Linked DNA regions of Mus musculus: region 1 is linked to region 2. Evidence: chromatin contacts called from public HiChIP or PLAC-seq data. All regions are on one chromosome and are shown on one strand. Each heading gives the region's core, a stretch centred on a gene start, on an enhancer-like site or on the middle of the called end of the contact. The rest is flanking DNA. Distances are from core to core; before and after follow the strand shown. Region 1 overlaps Fam114a1 (family with sequence similarity 114, member A1). Region 2 has its middle 33 kb from the start of Gm26761.

Evidence for each region. HiChIP or PLAC-seq counts read pairs in DNA pulled down with a chosen protein or histone mark.
Region 1: a FOXA1 HiChIP or PLAC-seq map of pancreatic cancer cells shows a contact between it and region 2. The contact joins two enhancer-like sites. A contact is called at or near these places in 2 of 115 datasets of contacts at active chromatin or transcription factors (memory CD8 T cells and pancreatic cancer cells).

What each region holds. Positions count from the first base shown.
Region 1 is chr5:64,991,068-64,996,807 of GRCm38.p6, forward strand. It overlaps Fam114a1 (family with sequence similarity 114, member A1), which reads left to right. Exons shown (of 14, transcript NM_026667.3): 3 at 4,748-4,835. Gm32374 (a long non-coding RNA gene) reads right to left here. Exons shown (of 3, transcript XR_003955930.1): 3 at 1,324-2,467. Among named protein-coding and RNA genes, the nearest start is that of Mir574, 24 kb to the left of the region's middle. Within about 2 kb of position 1,689, at least 39 of the 459 cell types and tissues checked have an H3K27ac peak or open chromatin away from gene starts, as enhancers often do. A contact at or near this core is called in pancreatic cancer cells, where this site is marked.
Region 2 is chr5:64,663,195-64,669,005 of GRCm38.p6, forward strand. No RefSeq gene overlaps it. Among named protein-coding and RNA genes, the nearest start is that of Gm26761, 33 kb to the right of the region's middle. Within about 2 kb of position 3,962, at least 33 of the 459 cell types and tissues checked have an H3K27ac peak or open chromatin away from gene starts, as enhancers often do. A contact at or near this core is called in pancreatic cancer cells, where this site is marked.

The DNA.
Region 1 (5,740 bases), core at 439-2,938, 330 kb after region 2:
GGACTTAAGGAAGACCTGGTCTCGTGGGTCTAATGACAGGCATCCCCGGTATGAGATCTACACGGTACCTGATTCCTCATCTCTCCTGGGGATGGGACTTCCAGATTGGTCTTTGATCTTAACACAGAAATATATATATATATATTTCCACCTACATGTGAATGGTCCTTGTGTTTGACAGACCCCTCTAGATATTTACCTTGTACCTATAGTTTTGAACTGGTTCGCCTAAATTAAATAGTTTATTTTCCCAGAGCTCTGACTCAGGGTCTCACACAAACTAGGCAGATGCTTTGTGACAGAGCCACACTCCAGCCTCAGTAAATGATGTGGTCATTTGGGTGGTGGTGATGGTAGTGTTAGGAGTGGAACTTGGGCCTTACTCAAACCAGGAGAATGCTGTACCACTAAGTCACAGGACCAACCTAAAAAGTATTTTCTATTTGATATTAGGTGGGATACTAGACATTTAGATGTCTTCTCTATTTAAGGAACTTTGAACTTGATGGAATCCCCTGCATAGTTAAATATTCTTAGGATCACACAATGGATGCCGTTGTTCAAAGGACCAATTGTGTTTTATTTTTTGTTTAAATTTTATTTATTATATGTAGATGGGTGTTTTGTCTATATGTATGTCTATGCAACACATGCATGCCTAGTGCACACAGATTTCAGAAGAGGCCGTTCGATCCCCTGGGACTGCAGTTATAGATGGTTGCCAGTCGCCATGTGAATGCTGGGAATTAAACCTAGGTCCTCTGAAAAAGCAGCCAGTGCTCTTAACTGCTGAGGCATCTCTCTAGCCCCTCTAATTATGATTTAGATGTCCTCGATCAATCCAAGTCTGATTTGCCCCAACTATACAAGGTCATTCTTCTGATTTTATGGGAAGGAGAGAAAAACAACAACATAGTGAGTTCTCATAGGATGCCTTCTGCTTTCTGAGTTAGGCCCCGAAGGTCTGTGTTAAAGGAGGTGAGAGCTATCTAGGTGAAAGGTGAGAAACAAAGCTTTCCAGCAGCATTTAATAATGTGAGAAGCAAGTTGATGCACTCTGCTTATTTCGTCTTGTGTGTGTGTGTGTGTGTGTGTGTGTGTGTGTGTGTGTGTGTGTGTGTGTTTGCGCGAATGTAGAGGTCAGAGGACTCGAAGGTTATTTCCTTCTGCCTTTATGTTGATTCCAAGAGTTGAACTCATGTCATTAGACCTACATGGAAGTACCTTTACCCCCTGAGCCATCTCATGGGACTTATGCGACTATTTTATAGGCTTCTAAGTGTGTCACCTAATGACCAGTTAGTGGAGACAATACTTAGGATATATAATTCATGGTTGATATTTATTTAGTTTATATTTTTTGTTAAATGTGTACATCTAGCCACTTGAGGACTTTCTATTAATTATAGATATTCCTTGTAACTAGCCAGAAGTTCCAGCTCAATGTCAAGGACTTTATTAATAAAGCACAACTGAAGTAGTCGCTTATTACACAGCATTTGACTTTCTGTTTTATTCACTAGCCAATTACCAGCTGTCAGGGCACAGTCAATATTGTAGATCTGAGTCAGAAGCCATCACCCCTGAGTGCATTGTTCTTTCTAATCACAGGCAGTGATCGGCCCAGTGAAAGAATTACATTAGTCATCAACTCACACCCGTCCTCCTGGTGGTACAAAGTTGCTACTGGATTCCATTGCCGAATGGGATGAATCAATGCAGACACCACAAACGAGTGCAGACAGTCACGAGTCATGGGCGTTCCGCTCATGTTGACAAGTCCCTCTCTGTTTCCAGACAGAAGGAAAAGCTGACAGCCAGCTTGCAAAGCTCCCTTCTTCACAGCCTTAAAGCTGGTGTTTCATAACATTTATGCAGCGTTTAGATGACAAATTCATAGGAAATAATTTTTTAATCATCTCAAGACCTGCAGGGTTATTGGTGCTGAGAGTTCTTTTATGTATGTCAAACATTCATTGCATATACTCAAGGTACAATTTACAAAAGTTTACAATATCATTGAGCGCATTTCCCCAGTCCCTGGGAGCTCGCCTCTGTCTTGTCTTGCATTTTGTAACAAATGAATGGGGGCTTAGAAAAGCTTCAGTAACTCATTACACAGAGTGGCAGAACCTCGACTCAATTCTGCGCAATTCAATTCTGTGACCTTTTCCACTGGTCGCATCTCTCTGCTGAATAGATGATATTTGATATTTACTGGGTAAATAGGAATGCAGTGAGATACAAATAACTAAAATCCACATTCAGTGGTTTGCAGAACAGCGATATATTTTTCTCCCATAATACAAAAGATGGGGACGAGTAGCTCCCGGTGTTGGCTCAGTGCTCCATCAGCATCAGGACCAGGGATGCTTTGACCTTTCCCTGAGGCAGAAAATTTCCCTGCTTCACTGCCAAGCATCGTTTCCACACTCAGAACAGGAGGAAGAATTGGCGACGGCTGTAACTGAAAATTCATCACAAAATCAAAGGCTTTTATATACATTTATGTACATCTTTGTGAATAACTGAGCAGTATACCACCCTTATCTGCAAGGGAGACAGTAGGGGAAAGGGCACTGGGGATGACTGATGGCCAGCCTTGGAGTTACAGAATCTACAGGTTATATAGGCCTCTTCCTCTCCTCCCTCCCTCCCTTCCTATAAAAAAGCTCTCTTACTTTGCCTATATACTTACTGTGGGTCTATATATTCTTCCTTTGCTTTCTATGATCTGTTTGTGAATAGTAAGAGAAAGCTGTGTTTTTCGATGGCTGAGTCAGGACTCACTCGATGAGATTAACAGAAACTACTACATTCCTATGCAAGAAAATGGGTACATCTATCCAACAAATAATATTAGGCACTCTTTGAGACTTTAGGGATGGATTAGGGACCAGAACCAAAAAGAAAGAGAGGAGAACACGCACACGCGTGCACACACACACACACACACACACACACAGAGAGAGAGAGAGAGACAGAGACAGAGACAGAGACAGAGACAGAGACAGAGACAGAGAGACAGAGACAGACACAGACAGACAGACTGAGAGATTGGAGACTGAAAGGCAGGGAGGGAAGTGTTTCTCAGTAAATCTCTAACCCAAATAAGCCCGGGCAATGAAAACACAACTCAATTAATATGAATCCATGCTGTGCGCCTAGATTGGGCAGATCTACCACTACATTACCATCTTCCCCATATAAGAGACCCCTTAGAACTTGCAGTTTCTCCAGGCCATGTCCTTCTGCTCTACTCTCCTTCTTCCTCCTCTTCCCATCAGCCCCCCCACCTCTTTCTCTCCCAAAACCTTCAGCTCCACCTTCCCCTCTTTCTCCACCCAATCACCGGCTCTAGCTTTTATTTATAAAATTAACGTGGGAAGAAGGGTTACAGGAAACGACCCGAGTGCTGACTCATTCCTTGTTCAAAACCCCTCACAGGAGAACGGAATCAACGTCAAATACAGTCAGCTCCAGGGCTATCCACAACAGGAAAGCAACACTATGAGGGACTCTTCTAGAACACAAAGTTGTGAATGCAGCCCAGACTAGACTAGACTAGCTAAGACTAGAAAGCCCAGGTCTAAGATGCTGCTGAAAATCTATGCCGTGGCCTGGGTGCACCACCATCTTGCACACCCTGCTTTCCCTTAGCTAGCTCGGTGAATAGAATAGGGTGACCCTCCATGCCTGCATTTTTTTTATAATTTATAGTTTTTTTAAATTATAGTTTATAATTGATTTTTTTAATTAGGTATTTTCTTCATTTACATTTCCAATGCTATCCCAAAAGTCCCCCATACCCCCCCCAGTCCCCTACCCACCCACTCCCACTTCTTGGCCCTGGCGTTCCCCTGTACTGAGGCATATAAAGTTTGCAAGACCAATTGGGCCTCTCTTCCCAATGATGGCTGACTAGGCCATCTTCTGATACATATGCAGCTAGAGACACGAGCTCTGGGAATACTGGTTAGTTCATATTGTTGTTCCACCTATAGGGTTGCAGACCCCTTTAGCTCATATTATGTTGGGGAAAAAAACAACTCACACTAAACCACAGTCTCCAGTTCATAGTTCAGAAGCCAGGGAGACAGAATTTGTCAAGCCAGAAGCACATGCATCCTTGCAGGTGAGGGCTAGAGTTACAGGGGTCATTTGAGTGACGCCAACAGCTTGAATACAGATAGCCCACAAAGCTTTCTGTTGCCACCATCCCTCTCCAGGCTAGCTGATGCCCTTAGTCAATGCTGGACACCACCATCTGCCAACCACACTAGCATTTCCACTCCATCCCACTCTGGAAGTTAACTCTGTCTTGAAAGGCACATTTAGTTAGCTTTGTAAGAATTGGTTAAACCGGGGTCATTTAAATGTTTTCGAATCACTTTTTGTTTTGTTATATTTCTCCCTCTGCTCTCCACCACTCCCCTAACCCTGACCCATCACCCCTGGCAGCCCTTGTCTGTCTTTCATGTAATGGGAAGACTACAGATCCCTCTTCACACTGGGCCAAGTCCATAGGAGCCAACACCTCCATTACTGTGGTTCCAAAGTACATATTGCTGTGTGGGTCAAGATACTCTTTTATGACCCATATAAACTACAAGCCTGGGAGATGTGGTTGCTTGGTGGTGGGTTTTGTTCCTGAACTTTCTCTGTGTCTCAACTGCTTCTCTGAATGTTTTTCCACATTCAGGGGCAAAATGAATATCTGACCTGCTGCTAATCTGTTCTTCTGCAGGCTGTGGACCCCTCATCACAGGCAGGAAGATGGGCAGGCTGGGGATCCTGGGGGAAATCTCTGCTCTCATCTGCATCAGCCACAGTAGGTAAGTGTTGGGTGTCACCAGAACAGAGTTCAGAAGCTTGACGGGACAAGAGATTTTGACATAGCGTACATTGATGGAGTTTAACGTTTGCTCAGGAGAAGTCCGTTTCCATTTCCACTGCTCTAAGGGCATCTCGTACATTAACGCGTTTGTTCCTGCGATGACTCTGTGAGGAGACAGTCTATTTCCTCCACTTTACAGATTCAAAACGCTGAACCACCAAGAGACAAGGACATTGTTCAAGTCAGCGTTGTTTAGTGTGGGATTTAAAAACCAGGTGTTGTGGTTTTAAACCACTATCTTATTATTGTCCATTAAAGTATAGATTTAAGATACAGATATGTGGATGTGTATGCACATATTTGTGCATATACACAAATAAACACACACACACACACACACACACACACACACACACACACACACATTTTAAGAACTGAGCCTTACTGTGTAATCAAGGCTGCCCTTGAACTTGTGATTCTCCTGCCTCAGCCTCCTGAGTGCTGAGATTTCTCGTGTACCACCACATCCAGGTTGCTACATTCTTCTAGCTATGTGTTTATCATCCAACTTTAGTAGTGTTTGTTTTCTGTCATCTAGTGTTCTGTCTGTCTGTTTGGGAGAGGGTCTTGCCATGACTTCAATCTCTTCTACTCTCTAAAAGAACTAACCAGCAATGCCCATGTTTAGCAAACAGGCAGTGGCTTCTGCGCTCACTGCCCTCTGTCCTTCAGGCCTCACGGGCAGTCGGTGCTCGAGCTGCGGCCTTCACTTGTGTTTGGTGTTAACTCTTGAAGTCCCTCTACCTGAGGCACCATGAAGATGATAAGTACAGTATCTTGCTGCCTTCACAGCCACACAATAGCCCTGCTGGTCCCCCGCCCCCCAACCCCAGCCAAACAGTT
Region 2 (5,811 bases), core at 2,712-5,211:
TTCTTCAAAACTATCAACTCTCCAGTTCCTTTACAAGTCTATAGAAGTCCCATTTCTTCCCCCTCTGCCCATCTTTTACTATTTTTCTAATCATCCAATAAGGAAAGATGGATTCACCCAGTGGTTCTCAATGGGATGATACCCATCTATGGACATACAACAACATCTAGAAACAAAAGACTGGTATTTTAACACACACACAAATACACACATTTGTCACTTATAAATTTATATTTAACTAACATAAAATATTTAACTTCTATTGCTCAATTTATAAACCATGGAAGGTGATTGCTAAAGGTCTAGTTAGGGAACACATGGTGGCAGGGGAGCACACAGAAGCCTGGGGCACAATGAGGCAGCTAAGAGAGAGACTGTATCTAGAGAAAAGCAGGGCTGAGTTAGATCTCTCTTGCACTGAGGAAGCCTTTCCTTTAGAGCTGCAACACTTGCCTCGGGGAAACCTTTTGTCTCAGACCTATATAACTCGGACAGTGACTTGAATCTGATCAAAGTTATATCAGAGCTCCTTCCAAGACACACATGAGACTGGGTGACATCAGAATCCCACTCCCAAACAACCCACTCTGTCAGCCCAACAGGAGATGTGCCATTGGGTGGGCTGTGCTAGATACCATGTAATTGTTAAGCCCTGGCTGTCATTGTTTGCAGAGACATATTTGACTTGAACACAGGGATCCTAAGTCCTAGACTGACTCCTAAAGCATGACACAAAGAGGCATCGTTCAAAAGGTTCAAAAGAGCAACCAGTTAAAAGGTTGGCAATTCACCAAGCTGCCAACAAGGGAGCCTGCATGGGACAGACCTGGGCCCTCTGCAAGTATGTTGTATTGTGTAACTTGGTCTTTTTTTGGGACTCCTAACAATGGGAACAGAAGCTGTCTCTGACTATGTTGCCTGCCTTTGGCACCCTTTCCTCCTATTGGGTTGCCTCTTCTAGACTTAATAGGAGAGGAGGTTCCTAGTCTTACTGCGACTTGATGTGCCATGGCTGGTTGATATCCATGGGAGACCTGCCCTTTTCTGAAGAGAAAGGGAGGGGGATGGAGTGGGGAGGAAGGGAAGAGGGCAGGGAGAGAGGGATGGGAGGAGAGTAGGGAAGGAAGTTGCAGTTGGGATGAAACAAACATACATACATACATACATACATACATACACACATAGTGTCAATTCCAGCTGAAAATGAGAATTAAGAAGTTTTTAAAGCAAGGGATAACTATTAGAATGGCAGATTTAAGTTGAACCATCATAATTTTATCTAATATAAGTAGATTAAAATGAAAGACAGGTGTGGTTTGGACAACTTGATAGAACTCACCTACACTGTTGACAAGTTAACATTTGAAGTCTAAAGATGCCAACATTTCATAACTGAGGCAGAAGAGTACACACCAGTGTTAGTTTAAAAAAAAAAGCTACTTCAATGTCAAAGTAACTTCAAAGAAAAGAATATTGCTAGAGACAGAACAACAACAAGCAAACAAATTTCACTGTGGTGGAAGAGTCCATTCACCAAACAGACCTGACATCCTAAACAGATGTATCTCATCACAGAGGTTCAAAATATGAGGCAGGGGCTGGAGGAACAAAACAGAATAATTGATAGTTTTAAGAGTTTTAAGTGCTTCTTAGTCAGTAATGTCTAACCAGTAGACAGTAGTTGGAAAGGCTAGGGAGGGTTTGATGGTGTCATTGACCAATTCCTCATAATTGTTCTATGTGAAATCAAACTCCTTACAGAAGTCATGTAGGAGTCCAGGGCGCCAGAGAATGGGTGGAGGAAGATCTAGCCAGTGATGGCTGATGAGAGAAATCCTTGGCTAGAGGTACTGGTGACCAAATGATCAACAGTGAGTTGTGTGAAGTAATTCGCTTACATTCCAGTGTGTAGTGTAAGCCCTTCTCTTGAGGTACTTATCATTAATTTTCTGGCAGCCTTTACCCTTCCACTGCCCCCAAGACCCCCTGAGGCTGGGCTCATACTCAGGGTTCCTGCCTGGCCAGCTGTGGTGGTGAACTGCTCACACCGGAAGTGGGAGTGCCTGTCTGAAGTCTGAGAGGGCAAGGAAGCCTGGTCCCAAGAGGGGTTCGCTTAGAATGAGAATGGACATTGTTCTCAGATCTCAGAGGGAGCAGTTCCCACAAGGCAAAGCCCTAGCTTCCCCTGCTTCTTACAGAGATACACCTTGACAGGTAAAGTCAAAGTTTACAACTTCTACTGGGTAAATATTTGGGGTTAGTTTCCTTAGCAGGAGAATAAGCCTCCAAGGGACTCCCAAGAGGATGATTGGGACTCTTGGATGATTGAAGCTTTTCAGGCCAGAGCAGAGGTGAATCACTAGACCCAACATCAAACATCAAACTGACAACATCAAACAATTAAATGATGCCAGGGTTGGGGGGTAGGGGGTGTAGCAGGATTCACTGCTGGAGGAGACAGTCACGGACCAGTCTTTGAAAGGGTTGGCCATCAAGTTATTTACTGTTTGATGCCTATTGGAACTACCTGCCCTTCCAATCCTCTGTAAAGCCTAGATGGTTCTTGTCACCCAAAGAAGACTATGGGACGCTGAGCCCCACTCCAAGGCTGCCTCAGGGGCGTACAGGACTCACACAGCTTACTAGGACCCACCTTTCTGTAGAAGACTCACTTCTGTTTATCAATCACTAACTCAATCCTAAGAGTAAGTAAATAAATAGATCTTCAAAGTCTTTCACTTTGGGGAACTTGTGGCAGACAAATGAGAAAGAATGGCCGAGGGAGAGACAGTCACTGAAGCACTGGCAGGAGCCAGACCACTGGTCTCTTCTCAGTTGCTAGAGTACTTTGCCTTGGGTTGCCACACATGGCTGTGGTAGTGTGGGGTAGGGGACTTAAATCAAGGAAAGCTGGCTTTTTTCCTTACAGTTCTGAAGGTTCCAAGTCCAAGATGAAGGAATCAGCAGACCTGGTTTTCTGTCCTCAGCTTGCAGGGGCCATCCTCTCCCCATGTCCCCCTCTGCTTGCAGGTGGCAGCCTCTCTTTCCCATAAGGTCCTTCTCTGTGAGTGTCTGCATCCAAACTTTCTTCCGAGCACAGCAGTCAAACGGAATTAGGGCCATCTCAGTGACCTCATCTTAACTCACTGACCTCTATGAAGACTCTGCCTGTAATCTCAGGCAGGGACACTAGGGCAGAAAGGTCCCCTGCACATGAAGCTGAGGCTCTATCGGACCACAGTGCTCTCCATGCAGAGTGGCTTTTGCCTGCTGAAGTTCCTGGAATAACAGTTTTATTTGGTAGGTCATGACCCTGCATCTGTTTCTCCTTCCCTGACTCCTTTCCAAAAATTTCCACTCATATAACCTCCTTTTTTTTTCTTTCAAGAAACAATAAAAACATATCCTTCTAAGTTTCCTGCAACTACACAGCACCATCTTTCCAGAAATTGGTTTTCTGAGAAATGTATGCCTCTAACCCATGCCACAGCCTGTCTTGATATTACTTCATTTAACCCTCTAGAAAAGACCAAGATGCAGACCATGGTGTGGCATATCTTTAATTCCAGCACTCAGGAAGAAAGACCTGGTAGAGATCTCTGAGTTTGAGGCCACCCTGGTCCATGGAGCAAGCTACAAGACAGCCAGTGCTACTCAGAGAAACACTGTCTTTAAAAAAAAAGTAGGTAGGAAGGAAGGAAAGAAGGAAGGAAGGGAGGGAGGGAGGGAGGGAGGGAGGGAGGGAGGGAGGGAGGGAGGGAGGGAGGGAAAGAAGGAGGGAGGAACAAAGGAAGGAAGGAAGGGAGGGAAAGACCAAGACATCTGGAACCTACCATCTTGTCAGTTGAGTGCCTCTTTCATATATTTCTCAAGACACTTTAATTTGTTGTGACCCTCTGCCAGCATCTGCCCCACCCTTAACCCAGCCCATTGAGTAACACTTGGGGAATGCATCTGAGAATGTTCTGGAAGGGTTATCACACACAGCTGTGCATTGCCACGTTCCAGCTCATCTTGCCTAAGGAAGGGTGAAGATGAACCATCGACTCACAAGGCCGAGGAGGGCAGTTCCTGGAGGGACAAAGCTTGATCATGGAAGTGGTGCTTGGTTTATGTTTGCAGTCATTTGGATTCTGCAGAACCAGATAAGAGCCAGATGTGATGCTGTACATCTGTAGCCTCCCAGAGCTGGGAGAGCAGAGATGGGAGGACCCCAAGGACTCACTGGCCAGCTAATCTAGCTAAAATAGTAAGCTTCAAGACCATTGGCAGAAACTAAGGCAACTGAGGAAGAAATTCTGTTGTCAGCCTCTAGTTTCCACTTAACATCCAAACACACATACACACACACACCCCAACATCAGAACACATATACAATGTGGGTGATAGTTTACTAATTTTATAGATGAAGAATCTCAAAGTATGAAATAACTAGGCTGTAAACACAGGGGTGGAGCCAGTATTTGGACATGAATTTGTCTACAATGAGCTTTGTTCTTGCTGTTCACACTCTCTCCCCTCCCCCATCACACTATCAAGTGTTAGCCTTTTTTTCCCTACACAGAGCACCTGTCATCCCACACTGAATTCTACTCATGACTTCTGTGTTCTCACCAACCCATTTACAGGATACAGCTATGCACCAGTGGGTGGTCCAGAGTTTAGGGAAATAAATCTCTTTGAATGAGAAATTTTTTAATAGTAAAATTACAACAGTTTAAAGCTTTCATATACAGTCCAGTTGCTCTTCTTAAAGTTATATTGGTGGTTGAAATGAAAAGGATTATCTCTTTCAAAATATCAGTGATTGCACTGAAAAGCTTTTTCTCCACTCTTCTGGTCAGTAGCAGCTATAAGTGAAGAACAGAGTCTCCCAATCTATGGGGACAAAGGTTCAGCCTCAAAGAGCCTGGCTGTGAGACATATCCAAGGCCTCTCTCTAGCTGTGGACTGGACCAGGAGGCCGCCAGAAGTCAGGCTTGAAGATATGGGTTCCCCGGGTGGCATCTAAGCCTTAGATTCCCAAACTTGCCTCTGAATTTGAGCCACCCGCTACCTTTTAAAACGTTTTTAAACTTAGTATAACTCTGTGTGTGTGTGTGTGTGTGTGTGTGTGTGTGTGTGTGTGTGTACATGATGAGGAATTACATGCCATAGTGCTCTGTGTACTTAGTTATTTCCTTCCACCTTTACATGGACTCTGGGTTCTAGGGATTAAACGCAGGCTCTCGTCTGGCCATCTTTTAAAATTATAGATGCTTGGGTATGGCTTCCACCCCAAGAGTCTGACGCCAATGCCCAGGGCGAAGCCTGAGCATCAACAGCCATGCATTGCCATACGGGGTTAATATGGAGCAGCAGGTGAAAGCCGCCCAGGCACTTTAGTGGTACAGATTACCAATAGTTGGAATGCAGGTTTTAGTGAATGAAGTTATAGCTGTGAGTTAAAATGGCTAACACGTGACTCGAACCAATAGGAAAGCTATTTATTGATCAATGACTAATAGGTTGAAAAGTAACACAATATGTATGCAATGTCATGATGTGTTTGTATGCAAATATAAACCAGTAAGCATCCCAAGATTGGGTTAGCCATCAGTGACAACTTTAGCTTTATATGTAAGCGGATGTACTGATATAATATTACTTTGAAATTAAGAATAAAATAGGTTTGTCTTGTGTGCATGTGTGTGCAAGTACACATGTATGTGTGTATATATATATATGTATTTACACACACACACATATATATGTGCACGTGAACACTATGGTGCCAGTCCTTAGAAGCCACCCACGGTGTTTTTTGAAACA